Regions from separate parts of the Mus musculus genome. Here region 2 is linked to region 1. A link is a contact called in public promoter capture Hi-C data. All regions are on one chromosome and are shown on one strand. The core of a region is the stretch at or near the end of the contact, and the rest is flanking DNA. Distances in the headings are between cores, read along the strand shown.

Region 1 (7,276 bases), core at 2,783-5,282:
GAGATCACTGGATATGGCTGAGTGGTTTCCACCAAACTGAGGATAGGCACGAAACTCTCCTCAGTCCACCTGACTTTGTGGAAGTTTTATGTGCATGCGGTTCAGTTAGCTGTAGCAGCTCCTTTTCCCAAAGTAAAAGGCTAATCTGTTGGTTGCTGCTGTGACTGCTGCAGAGCCATCTCTGGCTGCAAGCTGTCTTGTGCTGGCCCTTGCTTGTCATCTGCAGGGCTTTGGTCCCACTCTCCAGCTGTGCCAGGATTCTTTTGTCTGCTTCTGGGTCTGCTCCGTTTTCACCACTGCCTTCATCATCATGGTCCAGAGGTGTAGGAAGAGCCAGGAGTGCAAGCAGTAGCTACCCTGGAGAGAGCCATTGAAATTCACCCTGCTCTGTGGCTGATTTTCCAGCAGTGTCCTTGCTCATCCCTCTTGTCTGGAAGCCATGGTGTTGGCCATCTGGGGCCTGACATCAGCTTCACCTGAAGGTTATCAGACCTCTACCTGAGGTCTGAATTCTTTTAAGCCAAAGTGCCTGCTCCCCTCCTCTCCCCTTCCCCCCCCCCATCTTGGTTTTCATGATGAACTAGTGAATTTCCGTGCGTAAATCTGGTTGCTCTTGGCACTTTGGTCTCTTCTGTACTTACTAGAAAGCCTCCGAAGCCCGTCTGTGCTGAGCCACCCCCAGAGCAGCCTTATCCACACTGCTTGCCAGAGTCCTGTGGCCTCATCTCTCCTGTTCCCCTGTGTGTTTGGGTATAGTATTCCTTCCCAGTTGTCCCTAAAATTGTGATGGGGGAGTCCCCACTCACCTAAGCATTACCAGCCAGCTATGTGGCATCCCAACACGAAGACCTTGTGTAGTTCTTTTTGCAATGACATATTTATTGAATCTATTTATATTTATTTAATTTTTACTCTGAAGTATATCCGGTTACAATTGCACTTGCTTAAAGCACATCAGATCTATTTTGGACAATACCCCTGACCATTCTAAAACTGGAAAAGGAAAAGTTACACTGTATCCTGCCACCTTATGGTAGCCTTGTCTTTAAAGGGTGAATAATTTGGTCTGGGTAAAATGTTAATTTTTAGATGATTTTTTAAAAAAATCTTGTGCCATGTGTCTTCTCTGTGGACAGTTAATTGTTTAATTGATATGTGCTGATTGTGTGATTCACTCCTCTTTGTGGAAACTAAAATATTCTTTTTAGCTTTATATTTTATAAACTGCCAGATTGTACAACTTTTATGTGTATTTTTAAAGCTCATGATATGAGGATCATTATCTAAACGGCCTATTTTTTTACCTCTTTTACAGTTTTATAATTCTGCTCATTGATGAAGGCGACTTATGCTGAGCCAACCACAAATAAAGGTAGTTTTAGATTTGGGAGTTGCCTTGTTTCTTAAAGACTAGAGTGCCGCTCAGAGCAAGGAGCCAGGCCCACCCACGTCAGAGGTGCAGCATCTGCTCGGCCTGAACAGCTGGCATCTGCAGTAGACTCCAGAGCTATAACATCCTCCTTGGGGGCTGTTGAAGAAAAAACTGCCTTGGAATGTTTCAGGAAATTTCCTGAAGCGCCCTTTATTGAATTTCAGGAAGGTAGCCCATTGGGACCAACCTACTTCAGAGTGGGAATTAGATTTCCAAGTGAATAGGATTCTGGACTAAGGTACCTGGGAAGAGAGAAGATTAACTCCAGCCACCAACTGAAGAGTACACTGGGGAACCCATGGCTCCAGCTGGATATGTAGCAGAGGACTGCCTTATCAGGCATCACTGGGAGGGGAGCCCCTTGGTCCAGTGGAGGCTTGATAGGGGAACGCTAGGCTGCTAAGGCAGGAGTGGGGGGGGAGCATCCTCATAGAGGCAGGGGGAGGGGAGGGGGGCTTGTGGAGGGGAAACTGGGAAGGGGGATAACATTTGAAATGTAAATAAATAAAATAACTAATTTTTAAAAAGCACTAGGGAAGAGGGACCGTCCAACCTGGACCATGTTAGCAGCTCACACGACAGCCATGTCCCCACGGGATGTGCCAATGCAGCCTGCAGTCCATTTAGAATCTCCCTGTGCTTCCTCATCCTCCTGTCTAGAGAAGTCATGGAGGCTCCCAGGGCTCTTGCCCCAAGTCAAGGACTGTTTACAAAGCGCACACCCCAGGACCTCACTAGCCTCAGAACATCTTGTCAGACACTGGAGATGCTAACCATCCCTCCTACTTCATGCCTCAGGAGCCTAGAAGGTCCTGAGGCTTGTGGTCATATCTTTTCAAGTTTTAAATCTTGAACCCAGCCACATCCTCAGGAGACCAACCTCTTCCATGACCCAAAAAAGCCTATTGAGGTTTGGTCCCCAGAAGGACACTTACTGGGAGGTGGTAGAGACCTCAATTCTGTGAGTGGTGGTGCAAGGAGGGGGACAGTTAGGTAGTTTCCAAGTGTGCCCTTAAGAGGATTTGGCCACCTCCCCTTCCTCTGTTTTCTGGTTACAAAGTAAGTAGTTCATTCCTTTGGCCTCAGGGCAGCTAGAAAGGCGACTGACAAGTAGACTGGGAGGGAGGCCAGGTCTATGCCTCAGAACTCTACGATATCCTTACAGTCAGTCACCCAGCCCCTACTTCCAGGAACTGCCATCCTGATCTCCACCGAGTTCCAGAGTAACAGGCGTGAGTAGTCTGGGAGGAGCAAAGGAGTCTGGGAAAGCCAGGATCCAGTACTGTCTCTCCCTCCACAGTGAGAGATCACAGTCCCTGTAAACGACCAAGGAGGTCAAAAGGGTTGCTGCCAGGCCCCACCACAAAGGATGACTCTATTTGCAGCTGCTCACTGGCTTAAAAAAAGAACAACCCCAGGCTGGAGAGATGGCTCATCGGTTAAGAGCACTGCCTGCTCTCCCAGAGGTCCTGAGTTCAAGTCCTAGCACCCACGTGATGGCTCACACCCATCTGTAATAGGATCCAGTGCCCTCTTCTGGTGTGTCTAAAGACAGCGATGACAGTGTACTCATGTATACAAGATAAATAAAAAGAAAAGATTCAGTTAATAATTAAAAAAAAAAAGCAAACAAGCTGTGTAAACCCTGTGCTTGTTGGATTTTCCCCTTGCCAAACATGCAGTCTTGGGCTCTTCCAAAGGAAAGAGTGTATCCTCCCTCCTAGTCTCCAGTTGAGCTCACTGGTTTTATTTAGCCGTGAAATAGAAAAGGGGCTGGGCGTGGTCATACTTGCCTTTAATCGCAGCACTCCAGAGGCAGGCAGATCTCTGTGAGTTTAAAGGTCAGCCTGATCTACATAGCCAGTTCCAGGTCAGCCAGGGCTGTGTAGTAAGATCTTGTCTGGGGGGGGGGGGAGAAAAAAGGGGGTGGGGTGGGGGAGGCTGAGGCAAGAGGATTGCCAGGAGGAGTTCAAGTCCAGCCTGGTCCTCATAGGCACCTCCTGCATGTCTGCATGTCCTCTTCTCAGCTTTTCAGTTCCTGGATGTTTATGGATGTGTTCTTTTACGTCTATATTATTCTCCTTAAAAACAGTCCCTCGGGGGCCTAGAGAGAGAGCATACTGGTTTCCAGAGGAACCCAATTCAGTTCCCAGCACCCACATGGCATATTCCACAGTCACTCGTAACTCCAGTTCCAGGGGGACCCAATACCTTCTTCTGGCTTCTGTGAGCACCTGGACTCATGTATACATACCCTTATGCAGACAAAACACATAGACAAATAAATAAAACTAAGATTACCAAACTGCCTGGTGACTCACACCCTTCGGAGGCTTGAGGCAGGATTGCCATGAGGTCTAAACTTACCTAGGCTATCCAGTGAATTTCAGGCCAGCCTGGACTACAGGGTGAAATCCTTTCTCAAAACACAGTTTCTCAGGGACTCGTCTGCATCCCAATCCACTTTTGAACACAAAGGAACGTTGGGGCAGCCACCCAGCCCAGAGATGTAATTCTCATGCCTTTTAGAGAAGGTGGTGGCAGGATGCTTACTTTCTCCACCACTAGATGGCACTCATGTGCTGTCCATCCCCAGATCTCCTGCAGTGGCTTGTTCTTAGTGTGGCCACTCGCATGACCAGCCTGAATGCTGATCTGACTCCTCACCCTGCAGTGGGATTCCCCTGAAATGAGGCTGGGGTCCAGACCAAGGGAGACAAAGAGACCTAGCTTTCCTTTTTCTTTTCAAACGGTTTTTATTTAGTTTGTTTTTATGTATGTGGGTGTTTTGTCTGTATACCACATATATGAAATAACCACAGAGGTCAGAAGAGGGTGTCAGATCCCAATGGGACTAGTGTTACAGTTGTGATCCAGTGAGTGCTCTTAACCACTGAACCATCTTTCCCCCCAGGGACCCAGCTTTCTAAACCCAACTCCTTCGTCGGCTGATAGGTTTTTTAATAACCCCATAGCCACAAGCTTTCCCATTACAAGTTAACATTGGCCAGAATATATGCCACCCCTGTCCCTTGAAGAGTGAAGGTGATCCTGGAACTGGGCATTCCAAGAACCCCTGCAACAGTACAGGTGCCACTGTGTCCTTGAACAGAGGCTACGAGGACACAGATACCAACTGGAGCTACCAATCTCCGTTGTGTGCCTCTATTTACAAACTCTTGTTCGATGGTTTTACAAATTATCTGTGTAACCCAGGATTCCAGACTGACCCACAGCCTCTTATTTGGGCTCTCGGCCAATGAGTTTCCAGTTTACTGTGAAACTCTAGCCTTCTCCGTCCTGATCAACACCTTACTCTGCTTTCTGCATGTGGTTCGTTGGATATTATTTACTTAGCTCTTCTTCACTCTGCTAAAACAACGTATACACCTGTCACCTCTTACACCGGCTGGTTTTGTGTGTCAACTTGACACAAGTTAGAGTCATCAGAGAGAAGGAGCCTCAGTTGAGAAAATGCCTCCGTGAGATCCAGCTGTAAGGCATTTTCTTTATTACTGATCAGTGGGGGAGGGCCCAGCCCATGGTGGGTGGTGTCATCCCTGGACTAGTGGTCCTGGGTTCTATAAGAACACAGGCTGAGCAAGCCAGGAGAAGCAAGCCAGGAAGCCACACCCTCCATGGCCTGTGCATCAGCTCCTGCTTCCAGGTTCCAGCCCTGCTTGAGTTCCTGTCCTGACTTCCTCCAATGATGGATTATGATCTGGAAGTGTTAACGCTGAATAAACCCTTTCCTCCCCAACTTGCTTTTTGGTCGTGGTGTTTCATCACAGCAATAGAAACCTTAATTAAGATACTTCTCTACCCACCAAGGGAAAAGAGGGTGGGGGATCAACTCAGAATAAACAAACCATTAACAGTGTGCCCACGCTGAGCCAGTGATAGCATAGATATCCCGATTGCTCTCTACAGGGTGGAGTGCAAGTGTGTGTTTAGAGTAGAGAATATGCGAGAACATCCCAGCTGTCCTTTCCCATCTCAAAAGAGACTATAGGACTTTGCTTAGTGTCATGAGAGGTGACTCCTACCATATGTGTCCATCATTGCCATACACCGTCCTTCCTAGAAGCTAAACCAATGCCTCCTCTCCCCGACATCTAGGACTTTAAACCTCTAAAACTGAACTAAATATTTTTTTTTCCTTTCTAAGTTTGATCAGCAGGGCTGGAGAAATGGATAATTGGTTAAGAGCATTAGCTACTCTTCCAAAGGACCAGGGTTCAATTCCCACCACTGACATGGTGGCTAACAACTACCTGTAACTCCATTTCCAGGGAATCTGATGCCCTCTTCTAGCCTCTATGTGCACCAGGCTTGCATGATATACACAGACGTATACACATAATAAAAGAAAAAACCCACATATATTATACCTCAGGTGTTTTGTTGTAAAAATATGATGCTGACTGATACAGATGTCTACCCCAATTTATGTCTACAACAGATGCCTCTAAAACATATGGCAGGATATTTTAAAGTTAATTTGAAGTCAGGCATTGTGGCCTGACTTTAGTCCTAGTACCCCAGAGGCAGAGGCAGGACTATCTTTGCATTCAGCTAAGCCTGATCTACAGAGTGATCAGGGCAGCCAGGGCTACACAGAGAAACCTGATCTGGTGGGGAGGGCGTTTGTTGGGGGGTGGGGGGAATTGCTTTGAAGAAATTGAGGCACAAAAGCACCAAGAGAAATTGTTCCAGAGTCAGCAGACCCCAGCATTCTTGGTTGGCATTCATTCACAGACTGAACATTCTGTGGACTCCTGATAAGATCTAATTTGTGACTTTGCTGAGCCAGAGCTTTAGCCGGTATAGGCTGTGAAACTGATCCATGGGGACAAGATCCTTTGCTTTTGAGTGAACCTAGCTGGCTGGTTTCCCAGGACCCACCCCTAGCGCCTGGCTTCCTCCTTGTTAAAACAAAACCTCCCTGCTGGAGTAAATGACTTGCTAGTTGAGGCTACAGACTTGAAGAAATTTTGGGTGATGATTCTTAGTCACTAAGAACTTTTAGTGGAGTGCAGGACATAGCCAGAGAAGAGGGTGCTCTGTGTCCGCTACAAGCACAGAGGACAGACGAGACGGATGGCTTATTCCGTTGAAGGCCTCAAGCTGCTGCACATCAAGGAGAGCAAGCAAGCCTCCAGCTCTTCTGTAACTTGCAGTAAGCAGCCATCTGACACAGCTTTGTGTTCCCAAAGAACTGAAGCTGAACTTGCCTGGCCCTTTAACCAGTTTCAAATGCACGGTTCTGTAGTATTATATAATCGCACCTTTCTGCAGTGGCTGAAGCATTCATGGATAGGGGTCCGCCACATTTCCAGCTGGGACGCAAAGAGGAAGGAACATAGTCCCACGATGTCTTTCAAAGATGGTCCCTGAGTGACTTACAGATCTCCCAGAGGTCCTTACTCTCTTTTAAAGAATTTTAGGTCATGAGTTCAGGGTTCTTTCAGGCAATGGCCACTTGGCGCTGTTGTTCCTGGGCAGTGGACACATAGAACATTGTGGCAGGGAGCGGGGGGGGGGGGGGGGGGCAGGGGGTTGAAATACTTACTTTGTGGTAGCCAGAGAGCAGAGAGAAAGACAAATTGAAAACTGGAATTTGAACCAACAAGGTAGCTCAGCAAAAAACGGTGTATATGGAACCCGATGACCAGAGTTCAATCCTCAGGACCCACATGGTAAGAGAGAGCTAACGTGTTCTCTGCGTCTCGTGGCACACATATCTGCACTCATGAACGTGTGCACACTAAATAAATATGCGCACTAATAAGTTTTTGTAAAAAAGACAATGGGGGTGTGTGTGATGGAGAGATGGCTAAGAGC
Region 2 (7,276 bases), core at 1,297-3,796, 720 kb before region 1:
AAGAAGCTGTTGGTATCAGGGCAGGTGGGGTCAGGGAGCACTGTGCTTAGTGTCCTCAGGACATCAGGCAGTGTTGAGATCCGCGCTGAGAGTTGAGTCTCCTCTGAGCCCTGGTAGAGGGATGGACCACTTGGTATTGTGAGCTTTTGCATTTTGAGGCTCTCTTCCAGTTCTTAGAATTAGGCCAAGAGAAAACTCTGACGCATGAACTTCAGTGTGGTGTGGAGGGCAGAATGGTTCCATCATTGATGCTCTCTGAGATCCGACACTTGCTTTGTTGTGTAATTTATTGACTTTGCCGGAAGCCTGTGAAATCTTGTGTCCCTAGCAGTGTGTAGGTGTACAGCGATAGGCACTTGCATGATCTGTTGTCACCCGTTGAATATTTGCTTGGCATTCATCGTGATAGTTGGGTCCTAGTTGGGTCCTGTGGCACTGGGTGTGTGCCAGCATGCCTCTCGAGCTCCTCTGGACTTGTCACGTGCCCTCACTTTATTGGGGATTTTTGCCTTTCACCCATCTATCCATCTATCTATCTTTTTTCCTTCCTTCCTTCCTTCCTTCCTTCCTTCCTTCCTTCCTTCCTCCTTTGCACGCCTTTCATTTTTCTTGGCTTTTTTTTCCTGCTTTCCTTTGAGGTGTGTGTGTGTTCATGTGTGTGTGAGGAATTAGTTCGGCTGGCCTGGACATGGCTGGCCATGTAGAACAGGCTGGTCTTGGACTCAGAGGTCTGAGTGCTTCTGCCTCTCTTAGGTTTTGTTTTGTTTTGTTTTTAATATTGATCTCTAGGGGGCTGGAGAGATGGCTCAGTGGTTAAGAGCGCCGACTGCTCTTCCAAAGGTCCCGAGTTCAAATCCCAGCAATCACATGGTGGCTCGCAACCATCCGTAACAAAATATCTGATGCCCTCTTCTGGAGTGTCTGAAAACAGCTACAGTGTGCTTACATATAATAAATAAATAAATATTTAAAAAAAATATTGATCTCTAAACCCTACTATTTACTTTTTCTTAGCTGCTACCATGTATTTAGCTTTTTGCCTGCATGTGTGCCTGTGCAATATGCTTGCAGTGCCAGCAGAGGCCACTGTGGGTGCTCCTATACCTGAAGTTACAGAGGCGTGAGCCATCTTGAAGGGTGAGGAACCAATCCTGGGTCCTCTTCAAGAGTAGCCAGTGCTTTTAATCCATTGAGTTGTCTGACCATTCCCCATACTTTCACATCCATTTATTTAATCTGTCTGTCTGTTTGTCTATCTATCTACCTACCTGTCTGTCTGTCCTCCCTATCTATCTATCTATCTATCTATCTATCTATCTATCTATCTATCTATCTATCTATCTCTTTACAGTGCTTGTCTGCACTCTGTGGGTACCTGGTGCCCATGGAGGCTGGAAGAGAGCTTGGGATCCTTAGCTGCTATGTGAGTGCTGGGAATTGAACTTAGGACCTCAGCAAGAAGAGTCTACCCTCCTCCCCAAGAAAAAGGCCAGGTGTGGTGATGCACCCCTTTAATCAGCACTGGGGAGGCAGTGGCAGGCAGATCTATGTGACTCTGACTCAGCCAGGTCTACATAGGGAGTCTGTATCTGAAAAACCAATTAGAACAAAACCCAGTGCATCGTGCATGTTCTTAACTGCTGAGCCAGTTCTCCAGCCTCATATTTTTTTAATTAATTAATTAATTAATTAATTTTACATCCCAATGGAAGCTTCCCCTCCCTCCTTCCCCCAGTCCCAGTGTTTCCCCTCCCCCATACCCTCTTCCTTTTCTCTTCAGAGAAGAGGAGGTCTCCCATGGATATCAACCCACCTTGTCATGCCAAGTTACAGTAGAACCAAGTGCATCTTCTCCTACTGAGGGTAGACAAGGCAGCAGCCCAGCTAGGGGAAGGGGTCCCAAGCCAGGCAGAGGTGGAGACAGCGCCTGCTTCTGCTGTTAGCAGACCCACATGAAGACCCACTTGCACATCAGTTACATACATGTAGAGCCTGGGACTGTCCCATGCATGCTTTCTGGTTGGTGGTTCAGTCTCTGTGGGCCCCCATGCAGCCTCATATTTTTAAAGAGTTCTTTTATGCTATTATTTGTAAAAATAAAAACCTTGAATCTTTTCTTTTAAAAAATAATAACCAATCATGTTTTACCTTTCTGAGGGTATTATTTTAACTTTTTTTTTAAAAAAAAAGATTCAAGGCTGCCTTTAAATTCACAGGATTCTTCCCTCCTTAGCTTGGAAAGTGCTGTGATCCACAATGAGTCACCACACCCAGGTGTCCTTTGGTTTTTGAGCTGGTGAAGTAAACTAGGTCTAGGCTGGCCTCAGGCTCCCCAGTGCTGGGGTCACAGGTGTGTGCTGCTGCGATCAGTTTCTCGGTGTATTTAGAATTGTTTCTTTACTCGGTTAGTACATGATTTAACTTCTTCTAAGCTGCTTCTGCCGTTAGTTGTTTTGGTCTTTAACCTCAGATGTCTGTGCATCTTAGTTTTCACCGCTGGTTAGCACTGTGGAACTACCTGCTGACTGGAAGCAGTGAGCTCTGGGTGGGCCGTCTCAGTGAGGCTGGGGAAGTGGCTCAGCTTAGCTATGGGGTGACATGACAGTCCCTGCCTGTGTGTTAGGAAGCCCTGCTGTCTGTAGCCCTCCTTAGCTCCATCTACTGCAGCTGGTTGGTGGAACTGAAGTGCCTTTTCTGGTGTCCTGCTTGGAGCACACAGGCCTGGTCCGCAGGGTGCACTTAGAAGCAGGCTGCGTGTTTTGTGTGTGCTGGAAGCATTTCTCATGTCAGCGAAAGCCTTCAGATCCGAATTGTTCACACCAGGCATGGAGACTTTTGATCCAGAGAATTTTAGCTCTACTGTATTCTCTAGAGACCAGACCTGTAGCAGTTCCGTTTCATAGACAGCAACCCCCCCCCCCCCCCCATTCCTGTTGAGATCCGAGTGAGGATTCTCAGCAGCTGGGCTTGGCCTTTTTTTGCTTTTCACATTGGCAGCGATCACGTGACCACATGCTCTCAGCTTTTGGAATCCTCTTTCCTCGACCCTGAATTTATGCCTTTAAAAGAACTCCTTTTTAAAAAGTTGGTTTTAGTTGTTTTGTTTTGAAACAAGCTATATCTGTCTATGGCAAGCTGGCTGGAACTTGAGAGTCTCCTGCCTCAGCCTCCGGATTATGGGTTATTATTATCATAACCTCTGAGTTATGAGCCAGCATGCCAGCTGTTCTTTAGCATGGCTTTTTTCTTTTAATATTATTTTATTTTTAATTTATTTTTTACACTCCATATTCCATTCCCAACCCCTCTATTCACCCCATCTCCACGGGCATGCGGGGTCCCCCCCCCCCCCCGCCACCTCTTAAACTCCCTGGGGCCTCCAGTCTCTTGAGGGTTAGGTGCGTCATGTCTGGATGAACATAGACCAGGAAGTCCTCTACTGTGTGTGTGTGTTGGGGGCCTAGCATGGCTTTTTTTTGTAAGTGCTTTCTCACTCACTCCTTTGTGTGGAGGGCAGGGAGCATGTGTGCCACTCAGTGCGCCACGCAGTGTCTGTGTGAAGGTTAGGGAGCATCATTTTGGGAGTTGTTTCTTTGCTCTGACCGGTTTGAGTCCCTGGGTCCTCTCCCCAGCCCCTTCCTTGGCTTCTTAGATGTTGGTTTCCGTAGCCTCTGTCTTGTCTTGTCTTTTCAGCTAGCACCTATGTCTTTTCTTGAGCTGTTCTTTCATGCATGGAGACCAGAGGTGTTTGGTGGTGTACACACAGCTTGAGATCTTTGGTTGTCTGGTCTAGGTGGTTTTTAGGTCTAGGTTGTCTTTAGTTTTAGAAACCTGTGAATATTATCTCCTTACTTAGATCCTATTCACATTGGGTGTCCTGAGCATTTTTATACAGTTCTTTAATCTTTACAACAGTGTAACAGGTTTTTATACCTGTTTGTAATGTATAGATGTGAGATTAAAGCTAAGGGGGATTAAATAGCTTGCTCTCAACCCTATATATAGCTGTTGGCAGTTGGGACCTGAAGTTGTTTGTAAGAATGTTTCTAATAAGAGGCAGGCAGGGGGGCTGGTGAGATGGCTCAGTGGGTAAGAGCACCTGACTGCTCTTCCAAAGGTCCAGAGTTCAAATCCCAGCAACCACATGGTGGCTCACAACCATATATAATGAGACCTGACTCCCTCTTCTGGAGTGTCTGAAGACAACTACAGTGTACTTACATATAATGAATAAATAAATCTTTAAAAAAAAAGTTTAAAAAAAAAAAAAGAGGCAGGCGGATTTTTTAGTTCGAGGCTAGCCTGGTCTACAGAGTGAGTTCCAGGACAGCCAGGGCTACAGAGAAACCCTGTCTCGAAACCCCCCCCCCCAAAAAAAAAAAGAATGTTTCTAATAGTAGTTAAAGTGTACCCATGCTGGCTGGCAGCTCCAGGGAGCAGATACCTTTGGGGTTCACAGACACTGAAAACAGGCACACACATACACGAGTGTGCGTTTCCTCTCTCACACACACACAGAAAGTTAAAAATAAAAATATAGTTTCAAAAAGAAATGTTTCTAACTTTATGCTGCAGTCTAGCTTCTAAACGATCACTTTGAAAGTCTGCAACTTGAGTTGTTTTAGCTTTTAAAACCTATGCTGTGGAGCTGAGAGAAGGATGGCTCAGCAGTTAAGGTGCTCCTACTGACTACTCTTCAGAGGACCAGCGCCCACCTCCCACTGCCTGCCTGTCGCTCTAGTTCCAAGGTGTATGACGCCCTCTTCTGGCCTCTTTGGGTACTGCATGCATGTGGTATAAAGACCCATATTCAGGCAAAACACCCACACATATTTAACACACACACACACACACACACACACACACAAACAAAACATGCATATAACTGGGGAGAAAGCCTCTCTGATGGTTTTCATTCCGTGTGCACAGAGTATATCCAAGAACTCTTATTTAGAAATAAAGACACTTTTAGAAAATACCAACTAAAATTTAACATTGTTGCTTTTATTGAGTAAATAACTTAAGCAGATTTATTCAGATGAAGATGAGCTTGAAGGTAACTGTGCATGAACTATGGAAATCAAGTGACCAAAGGACTTACATTACACTTTTAAGTACTTGTGGACTAATCAGTCATACATTATGGTGAACTTAAATAAATTGTCTCTTAGTGGAACAGCAAATTAATTCATTTAACTTTAGAGAAGAATGTTTTATAACATTAAATGTTGGTTTTTATCAGCTCTAATATCTAATTTCATTTCTTGGTGTGTAGGAAAGTACACAGAACTTAGTGATTACGCAAACAAGTATGGATTTCTCTTTTGGTATTTTGTTTTGTATTTGAAAAAAATAGATTTATTTATTTATTCTTATGTGTATGGGTGTTTGCCTGTATATATGTTTACCAAATGTGTTCCTGGTGCCAGAATAGGCTAGATCCCCTGGTACTAGAGTTAGAGACGGTTGTGATCTTCCGTGTGGGTGCTGGGGATGGAACCCTGGTCCTCTGTGAGAGCAGCCAGTGCTCTTAACTCACTGAGTTGTCTTTTTAGCTCTTGTTTTGTAGTTTTGAAACAAGGTATTCCTAGGTAGACCAGGTTGCCCTGGAGCTCACAGAGATTGGCCTGACTCTGCCTTCCAAGTGCTGTGGTTAAGGTCCCAGCACCACTGACCTGACAAGCAGTAAGTTTCTAATGCTCTGATGTTTTGAGTATTTTTTGTATAACATTAGTGAGGAATCTTCAAACATTATAGTGCTATGATACAAGTGTCTATGTGAATAATTAGAAGTAAATCTAAAAGATCTTTGCATCATTTATAAAAGTTAGATTAAAATGCTTTCAGGTTAAGTGTCCCTTGTAGTAGAGTATGTATACAAGCTGGGGAAGGTTTCAGAGTGATGTCAACTTCGGTCAACCTACTGTAAGTAGAGGTATGGTACGTTTTTCACTGGGAGCCTAGAAATTTAAAATGTTGAATCTCAGAGGACCCATATTTTAATTCTAGTCTTAGCAATTCATAGATGATTTCCGTCATTGCCTTTACTTAGTAAGCACTAAAATGTAGCTCAGGTCCTTAACTTTGCCCATTCAGTGCCCTTCTTCTCACCACCTAAAGCCGCTTGTCCTCCAGGTGTCTGCTTATGTGTGCTGTGTTTCAGGCCTTGCCTTCTCAGAAGCCTCTTTGCCCCTGAGCTCCCCCTCAGGAAGTGCTTGAGAAATCTGCCCCATCTGTAGTGACAATCACCACAGCTGTGGTGCTGAAGACAGACCCTAGGGCTCTGGGGATGGATGCTAGCCAAGCACTGGTTACAATGTTAGTGCTGTTAGAGGAGGGCCACCATGACACAACTCTAGCAGGAGTGAAGTCAGATCTTAGGGTGTCAGCAAGGCTTTGGAAGAGACAGTCCTTTCTCCTCGGCAGATCTCCTTTGCTTCAAGGCAGTCCCGGCCTTTTCTATCAGTTTCCCAATATTATTCTTAAACCTCTTCCATCTCTGTTGTTTACAGCAGCACCCTACTTCTTGATACTGAGATGTGGGCACCTGCTGGGGCTGCTTTGACAGAACACTACAGATAGGACTTTATTGAATGGCCAGGCTCCTCCTGAAGGCTCTTGGAGACTGCCTTGTCCTCTGTAGCTCTTGCACAGGCCTGGCCAACGAGTTAGTATGTTTTCTGCTCCTCCTCCTTTCCTCTTGTGAGGTCATTGGAGTCTGGATGATCTCATTTCAAAAGCTGCACTTAAATACTTCTTCCAAACAAGGCTTAGGTGGACCTGGATTTGGGGGCAGGTGTTCAGCCCATTACTAATTACTCTTCTGTGAATTTGTTGACACTTCAAACTTCCTGTGAGTCACTTTCAAACTTATTATTGAGCTTCCAAAGTCAGTCCCCCTTAATATGGAGTCTAGTAAAAGCCAAACTGTAAAAGCATACACCCGGAATGTATATTTCTCATAGGTGTACTTAGGCAAGAATTTTTTCTTCCCACTCAGCCTTCTCCTGTCACCCTGTGAAGTGGTAGGGACACTTGGCAGTGGGCACTCTTGGGGCAGCTGGGCCAGTTCCAGTGAGCCTGGAGAACCAAAGCTTCCTCGCGCCCCAGAGCCGTCGTGGTCAGCGTGTATGCATGCAGCAGAGAGGAAGCTGCCACTCTTGCAGTTGGGCAGAGGATTTGCTTAGATGAACTGTCGCAACCCTGGAACATCAGTGTGAGAGGTGACTTGTTCTGACAGCCCCAGCCAGTGTGCTTATAATTTTGCTACTGTGTT

What was found. Promoter capture Hi-C pulls out the DNA fragments that hold promoters and counts their contacts.
Region 2: a promoter capture Hi-C map of pre-B cells shows a contact between it and region 1, with 2.3 times the contacts expected there. The contact joins two enhancer-like sites. A contact is called at or near these places in 1 of 39 promoter capture datasets (pre-B cells) and 1 of 9 other capture datasets (liver).

What each region holds. Positions count from the first base shown.
Region 1 is chr11:106,388,762-106,396,037 of GRCm38.p6, reverse strand. No RefSeq gene overlaps it. Among named protein-coding and RNA genes, the nearest start is that of Icam2, 9.6 kb to the right of the region's middle. Within about 2 kb of position 4,032, at least 30 of the 459 cell types and tissues checked have an H3K27ac peak or open chromatin away from gene starts, as enhancers often do. A contact at or near this core is called in pre-B cells, where this site is marked.
Region 2 is chr11:107,102,896-107,110,171 of GRCm38.p6, reverse strand. All of the region lies in intron 2 of Bptf (bromodomain PHD finger transcription factor), which reads left to right. Among named protein-coding and RNA genes, the nearest start is that of Bptf, 26 kb to the left of the region's middle. Within about 2 kb of position 2,546, at least 52 of the 459 cell types and tissues checked have an H3K27ac peak or open chromatin away from gene starts, as enhancers often do. A contact at or near this core is called in pre-B cells, where this site is marked.